2 separate regions of the Zea mays genome follow, and region 2 is linked to region 1. A link is a contact called in public Hi-C data. All regions are on one chromosome and are shown on one strand. The core of a region is the stretch at or near the end of the contact, and the rest is flanking DNA. Distances in the headings are between cores, read along the strand shown. Region 1 holds the start of LOC103649719 (annexin-like protein RJ4). Region 2 holds the start of LOC100282081.

What was found. Hi-C and Micro-C count contacts between places; a contact is called where the count stands out from the background.
Region 2: a contact with region 1 is called in a Hi-C map of ear, with 1.8 times the contacts expected there. The contact joins the promoter of LOC100282081 here to the promoter of LOC103649719 in region 1. A contact is called at or near these places in 8 of 25 Hi-C or Micro-C datasets (ear, leaf, root tip and 2 more).

Annotation. Positions count from the first base shown.
Region 1 is chr3:14,125,046-14,129,020 of Zm-B73-REFERENCE-NAM-5.0, reverse strand. It overlaps LOC103649719 (annexin-like protein RJ4), which reads right to left and starts at 1,850. Exons shown (of 5, transcript XM_008675454.3): 1 at 1,723-1,850; 2 at 1,295-1,440; 3 at 989-1,210; 4 at 579-893; 5 at 1-428. The coding sequence starts at 1,798. The coding sequence ends at 225. It also overlaps the pseudogene LOC103651767.
Region 2 is chr3:14,320,956-14,324,930 of Zm-B73-REFERENCE-NAM-5.0, reverse strand. LOC100282081 reads right to left here and starts at 1,819. Exons shown (of 12, transcript NM_001154994.2): 1 at 1,625-1,819; 2 at 1,129-1,180; 3 at 942-1,021; 4 at 677-758; 5 at 515-585; 6 at 331-410; 7 at 146-243. The coding sequence starts at 1,734.

The DNA of each region.
Region 1 (3,975 bases), core at 601-3,100:
TTGCAGCGGAATGACGACCAAAAGCAGACGGTGACTTTCTTTGATGTACCAATGCAGCATGGTTTACACTCAACAATGACATGTCTTTTCCCATTATTAAAAAAGTCACTGTAGGCTAGATCCCGACAAGAGCTTATTACATGCAGTCGGTGCAAGATGAAATGACAAGAGCTAGCTTATTATATAGTAGGAGTAATATGTGTGTACGTGTGTGTATTGTTTGTTTAGCTCCCAAGAAGAGCCAGCAGGAAGCTCCTGTAGTCGCCCGAGGTTTCCTTGGCGACGGCCTGTTCCAAGGTGCAGGAGGCCCTCTTGAGGAACGCGGCGCAGATGGCCCCCATGTCGTCCTTCTCCGCGTGCAGCAGCACCACCCTGGCCAGGCTATCCTCGTCGGTCCCTGCGGACTCGCGCGTCGCGCTCCTCAGCACCTGCTTAATCGATCTAGCTCAGAATCAATATTTCCAGGCGACAATATAACACATTACAATGGCAATGGCAATCACAGTTACAGTTGAGTTCATCAACAAGGACGATTCGATGATCACATTCATATCGATCGCCTCTCCTCTCTCGCTCACCTTGGCGAAGTACTTGCTGGGATCTGCGACGCACCTCACCGCCGCCCGCAGCGCGCGCAGGTACCCCGTGGGGTCGGTGCCGCGCGGCAGCGCCTTGGCGACGCTGCGGCGGTGCTCGTCCTTGAAGCAGCCGAACGTGGCCCTGAGCTGCGCCTTGCTCCGGGTGCCCACGACCCGGATGAGCTCCTCGTGGCCCCCCGCGCCGCCGCCGTCCCTCACGGCCTCGTGCACGGCCTTCGCCTCCGACCGCGCTAGCTCCATGTCCACGCTGTCGGCGCCGTCGTACCTGTACGTGCTCACCAGGGCGAGCAGGAGCTGGAGGATGCATGGATCATGATTCATGCATGCATATATGCCAACCTATAGGGCCGGCCGGGGGAAATAAGCAACGCAAACGCAGGCAGGCGTACGCTGCGAAGGTTGCCGGCCGTGGCACGAGCGGCGACGTCTTCCTCCAGGGAGCGCCTGTACAGGGCATGGTAGGCCTTCTTGACGGCCACGAGCTCGGCGGACGAGTTGGCGCACGCGATCTCCACGATCACCGCGCACTCCTCCTGGAGGCACTCCGTCGCGGCGTTCGCCATCACCGCCTGCCTCTCGGCGGGGCCCAGCATCCAGTGGTACACTGCTCTCTGCACCCTCAAATTCGTCAGCTCAGGCGATGTCAAAAAAAAAAAACTAATTATACCAGATGATGAAAGCACGGTGATCGGAACCTCAAAATCGCCGGTGAGCTCGGACTGGAGGCGCTGGACTAGGCTCTCGCCGTACTTGTGCTCGTATTCCAGCGCGATCTGCTCCCTCTGCGTCGCGTCGCGGTGGGCTAGGATGCCTATCACCGCCTGCTCGTCGGTGCCCCATCCTGAATATAATGAACCACAGTGAAAAACAGCTCGCAAGTCGGTCATTTCTAATGTATTGTTTTGTTCCTTCCACCGGGGATGGAGGCTGTGCAAAGGAGCACAATATTGCAGTTTTGAATGCGTGCATGCAGCTTTTCAGCTCCCCTGTCTGTCCGTTTATTTAAGAAAAAGAATATGTTTACGTAAACATAACCTAGCTAGCTAATAATGAAAGATGAGGCCAATGTTTGAGCGTTTTACGCTCGTGTCAGAGAGATCAGGCGGAGCAACAATGACCTTACCCTGGAACGCCTTCAAGAGAGCCGCGGCATCTTCAGCAGGAGAAGGGACAACTCGAGGAACAGCAATTGTTGCCATTTTTCTTTTTCACTATGCCCTGATCTCTCCCTCCTCCTTTCTTTTCTTTCTTTTTCTCTAGATTGGTTCGTTTGTTCATCACAGCAACACCCACCCACCCCCTGGTATTTATGGAGATATGATATCTGACCGTTTGCTAGAATTGAAACCTTGAAGAAACTGCATGGTAATAATAATCCAGCGCGTTACTCCGTTTTTTTTTCTCCGGTTAGTTTTAGCATTTAACTGTGGGGTGTTTCAGATTTCGATGCCTGTGAGTTTCAATGTCTCGGAATATCCATGGTTTTGGTAAAAACAAACAAAACGAATACAGTATATATATAGTATCAAGGACAAAGAAAAATAGCTTTGACATACATCCACACCAAATTCTGCTTGCTAATGGATATGCGATTTTGTTTTATACGTTGTTGCATATTTCTATCACATATATTTTATTTACGTCGAATATACTCTTGCGTGCAAGGTTCACCGTCCCGTTTTCAACATATTTCTCGCTCAACAGCGAGAACGAAATCCGCCCAAAAACCGTTAATCCCGAGTGGTTTGTATTTTTCAAATTTAAAATACCGTTTTCCGTTTTTCTCGGTGAAAACAACCGCTTCTCAACTGGTTTTCGGTCATTTTTCGCCGGGAAACGCCACTTAACAGGTTCGAGTTCAAATTAACGGGTCTACAACAAATCAGATTATTTTTTTATATTAAAATATAAGCTTTTGAATTAAAAAAGTACATTTCCTGCCTCTTGAAAATCTCTAGTTTAAAATATAAGTACATTTCCTTACAGGTTACCACTAAAATAAAACCATTCTTTGGCCATTGTGCTAAAAAACCAAGTTATTTCTACTTCAAGATGGAACTTGATTCTAGTTCATGTAATATGAAAAATTGGTTCTTATATGTTGAAATAACTGACCTTATGTTTTCGACTTTCACCTCGACATTAATCCAGCTATCCTTTCTTGATGTTCTGTAGGCTAGTTGAATCACACATTCAACTTGCTCATCCTGTGATACTTCTGCAAGTTCCTCGATGCCCATGGCTATGACGGGGCAGTATAGCTCCACCTTCCAGAGCCAGCTTGCTGAGAGGCATATGAGAACATTGGTAATGGTGCCCCGTATGAATGGTTTGAGGATCTCAGTTCAACTAATTCAGTTAGTTACTGCAAGATTCATCATCTGTATCCATTGGTTCTCAAGGATTGCCGCAACGATCTTTACAGTGTTCTTTGCAGCATCTCTGCACTTTGAACCAGTAAACTGGGTTCTTAGTGATCCTTGACGGAGATCATGAGGAGCTTTTTAGATGCACACCTGAAAGGCCAGGGACAAGAAAACCATAACACATCCTTGAAGTTGGCATGAGGTTGTATCTCAAGAAACTAAAATGACGATTTCTTGTCTGGATAATACGTCAGCACTAAGTTGACAATGGCGACGAAGACCTGTATCATATCTTGTTCGTCTAGAATTTTTTGTGTCTTTGTTTTAAAGTGGACAGGCTTTGACGTCCATAGGGATACCCGCATACTACACTTTGCAAATATGGAGAAGGTGAAAGGGAAATGGATTTAACCATTTTCTCTAATTATTTTTGGTGCTTTATGACTATCACGACCTTATGGACTAACTAGTTTGCATAGTCTTTGATTTACATGTGCAAAAGTCCACTCAACTCAATTCTAAGTCAAAACAGCTCAAATCCAACCACAAAGGGGTAAAACTTGGAAAATATGAAGAATATCAAGTTTCACACTTTGGTTAAGTACTTAAGTTAAATACACCCCTAGGAACATATTTGATACATCTAAGGAGGTTGGATGACTCAAATTTACAAAAAACACTCATTTGGAGCTAGTTAGAGCAAAAACAGCTTTATGAGAAAGAGAGAAGAAAAAGTCCAAGAAATGTAACTTAGACTAGTTGGATTGTCATTGCAAGTGTTTGTCTAAGTCATAGAAATATCTTCAAAGTCGGTCAAAAGGCTTCATAAAAGATTTGCACAAAGCAAAGAAAAATGGGCTACTGGCTGGCTCACCGGACCGTCCGGTGGCGCACCAGACCATCTACACAGAGAGCATGTAAATCAGGACTTCTCTGAGCTGGCGCACTGGACCGTCTGACATGTTCCAATGGTCGGCTAACACCATCGGAATAGTAACCTGCAAAGCCAG
Region 2 (3,975 bases), core at 570-3,069, 200 kb before region 1:
AATCCAATATTGGGTGTTCCTAATAGATTGACTTTCATATACCAACTAGTCACCACCTTTAAGCTTAAACCTTTACATGGATGTATCATATTGATGGTGACTAAACATAATAAATAAAAACGAATTAGTAAAAGAAGGTACATACCAATGCATCCTTATATGTTTGACCCTCTGCCTCTGAGCTTATCTGGTATGGGCAGTCAAAATAATGTTCTTGAGGGGATATAGAGAACATTACTTGCCCTAGTATGTCGTTGAAGAAGAGGAGAGCATCACTGGTTAGAATTGGTACAAAATAGATAATTTGTATATTGTTTCATTCAAGTCTACCTTTACGAATAACTTTCAACCCACAATCTCCCACACTTGCAATTTTTAGAGTCCCGGTCTTCTCAAGCATGGCGATGATTCTATATTACCATGAAATGAATTGTACATCTTTTTAAGTATCATTAAAAACAAAGAGTTACTTGTAAGGCCATATAAAACATAGCACTTTAGAAACAATGCTTACACTGTTGCAGATCCAATAGAAGAAGTTGCAGCATGAGCTTTCATGAGAAGAATCTGAGGATCATGACTGACCTGCAACTTCCATGTGACATGAATTTGTTACAAGCACATAGAGTAAAGAAAATGATGCCTATAAATAGTGTTGAGGTTTAGCAAGAGATACCGCCTCATCATTGAGGAAATTAGAGCTGTTTCTCATGAGCTCTCGAGAGAATAGAGCTGGATTGACATTCTTTTCTGCCCATCTGTCAGTAGATAAGAGAATGACTAGCAGGATAAAAACCATGTGTTAATGCATATTACTGAAAACAACATATGTTTATTGGAAGTGCTAGAAACACTCAGAAGTAAAAAAAACATTGACTGCAGTTCACTGCAGAACTTCTTTTGTGTGGAAAAACAGTTTATTGCAACAAAGATGGGAATACCCCGAGACACCATCTGCAATGGCAAATACTCCGCCAGCATCGCTATTGGCAAAGAAAGCATCTTCTCCGCCACTTGCAGCCTATGGAATATAAAATATAAATGGATGTCTGGCAAGCTCAATTGCAAAAGGACGCAAACAATGATCACCGAACAATTTGAATTATGCGGTTAAAATAAATAACTAACCTTTCTTGGGTGTGGGATTAGATGAGCACCAATAGACAGCACAGCTTCCAACCTACAATGACAGGTTCATATGACTGAATACCGAGTTGTTGACAGATGAAATAGACTTCAATAACTTAAGAGCTATAATTAGCTGCAGCTACAACCTACAATAGTGACCTTAGTTAGCTGAAGCAATCAACTTAAATTTGCACCTCAATGGCAACAACAAGAGTTGATGTTGATAGTAACCAGAACTAGGGGCATCAAATCAAACGCACATAGATTAATATAAAACATCACTGGGCGCTGCACACATACGAGGAGCAAGTTGTGCTAAACTGGGTTGCACAAAGATAAAGGTGCATAAAATGGACGGGAAAAAAACTGAATTGCAATTTCATAGTGTCCTAGTTTAAATTAGTGATGCAAACATTACTCCAGCCTCCCCAGACATCTGAGAATATCCGAGCAACAGAGTCAAGGCAGACGCGCGGGGGGGCAAAGACGGCCGTACTTGGCTGCGCGAACAGGGGAGAAGCGCGAGCGGCGGTTTGGAGGATGAAGAGACGGGGAAGGGGTGCTGAAGCGCGGGGGCGAGAGGCGGGAAGCAGTGGAGGCCACCATTGCAATCACCTCGCTACGGTCGCTCGCGGCAAAGGCAACGGCTGTGGTGGTGGCGGAGGGGTGGAGGCAGACATGCCACATCAGCACCGGGGCTACATGCCTGTTGCTATTGCTACTCGCAGGTGGCGTTCACCTTTTTACGTCTCCCGGAATATATATATTTTTAGGCCTTGTTCGTTTGTGCCGAATTGGTGGGTCGGAACGATTCCTAACCGGATTGCTTCTCTAATTTATATAAACTTTGATTAACCGGAACGATTCCGGGTGCAATCCGACGTAAACGAACAAGGCCTTAGTCGAAAACATAAACACATGAACAAGAAAAATATCCTTCGAAAGTACAGAAAAACGTAAACACGCGAATAATAAAAATATAGAAATGACACAAGAATGCAGCTGCAGAATAGAAGATTGAAAACATTAAAATTTGGGGAAATGATTATTTGGATGGAAAGTAGGCAAAATGTAGGGGTTTCACCCCTTGGTGTGGCCCACGGATTTTAAGGGTAAAAACCGGTAGGTACTGGTATCGGTTTTTAGACAGAAAACTGGTGAAGACCGACCGATTTGATAATTTAAATTTAAAACTCGGCTTTTATTGTTTTAATTTTTTTGATCGATTTGAATTTTCAAATTTTAATAAACGGGCTCAGAGATTTCTCGACGGTAAACCGATATTTCTAGTCGGATTTTATTGTGTTTACCGGTTTTTATTGTTTTTAAAAAAACACTAATTAATATTGTATGTTTTATTATAATTTTGTATGTTTTTATTCTATACTATACTAAGTGAGTGCTCGTGCGTTGCAACGGGATCATATAATACCAATAAAAATATATATATAACACATAATGACAGGTTAACTTTGAAGCATTAATAATTAGTAGAGATTTTACTAATGAAATTACACGGAGCCCAAAAGAGTAAAATTTGTTGAAATTATATGGAGAAGGGGGTCACATATGGACGATGTGCACATAAAGGTGATTAGAGATGAAGCGGGACGCCTCGCACGACGCGTATGGACACCGAGGAAAGCGACGACACGACACTGTGCAACGTGCTGATGAGGAACTTGAGCGGGGAGGAGGTCTGGACCTTGAAGACGACTGGGAGGGATGTGTGCAGGGAGCGGAGGCAGAGGTCGACACGACACTTGGAGTTTGCTTGAAGTCTATCACCACTTCATCCTCCTCCACCTCTAGGAGAATCTGCAAGAATCACCCCCTCCGCCTCATATCTATAAATAATTTAAGGAAATGACTGGACTGAATCAAACGAAGAGAAACAAAAGATAAGAGAGACTTTCGCTCACTAGACAAGGATACCAACAACACTCATGCAGTGTTTCTCCCTAGGTAACAAGTCAGTTGTACGATACTGGATAGTTACAACAACCTGAAAATCATTGATAAGTCATATGTATATACAACAGATCTTGGTAACTGTCGGGGACCATAATTAGGGGTACCCTCAAGTCTCCTAATTCTCAGCTGGTAACCCCCATCAGCATAAAGCTGCAAAGGCCTGATGGGTGCGATTAAGTCAGGGATCGGTCCAATCGAGGGACTCGATCGCGCCTCGCCCGAGCCTAGCCTCGGACAAGGGCAGCCGACCCCGGAGGATCTCCGTCTCGCCCGAGGCCCCCCTCCAGCGACGAACATACTTCCGGCTCGCCCGAGGCCCTGTCTTCGCCAAGAAGCAACCCTGACCAAATCGCCGCGCCAACCGACCAAATCGCAGGAGCATTTAATGCAAAGGTGGTCTGACACTTTTATCCTGACGCGCACCCTTCAGTCGACAGAGCCGAAGTGACCGCAGTCACTTCGCCGCTCCACTGACCGGCCTGACAGAAAGACAGCGCCGCCTGCGCCGCTCCGACTGCGGTGCTACTTGACAGAGTGAGGCTGACAGGCAGTCAGGCCCGGCCGCAGGCACCATAGGAAGCTCTGCTTCGCCCGACCCAGGGCTCGGACTCGGGCTCAACCCCTGATGACGGCGAACTCCGCTCCGCCCGACCTAGGGCTCGGACTCGAGCTCATCCCCTGAAGACGGCGAACTCCGCTCCGTCCGACCCAGGGCTCGGACTCGGGCTAAGCCCCGGAAGACGACAAACTCCGCTCCGCCCGACCCAGGGCTCGGACTTGGGCTCAGCCCCAGAAGACGATGAACTCCGCTCCGCCCGACCCAGGGCTCGGACTTGGGCTCAGCCCCAGAAGACGACGAACTCCGCTTCGCCC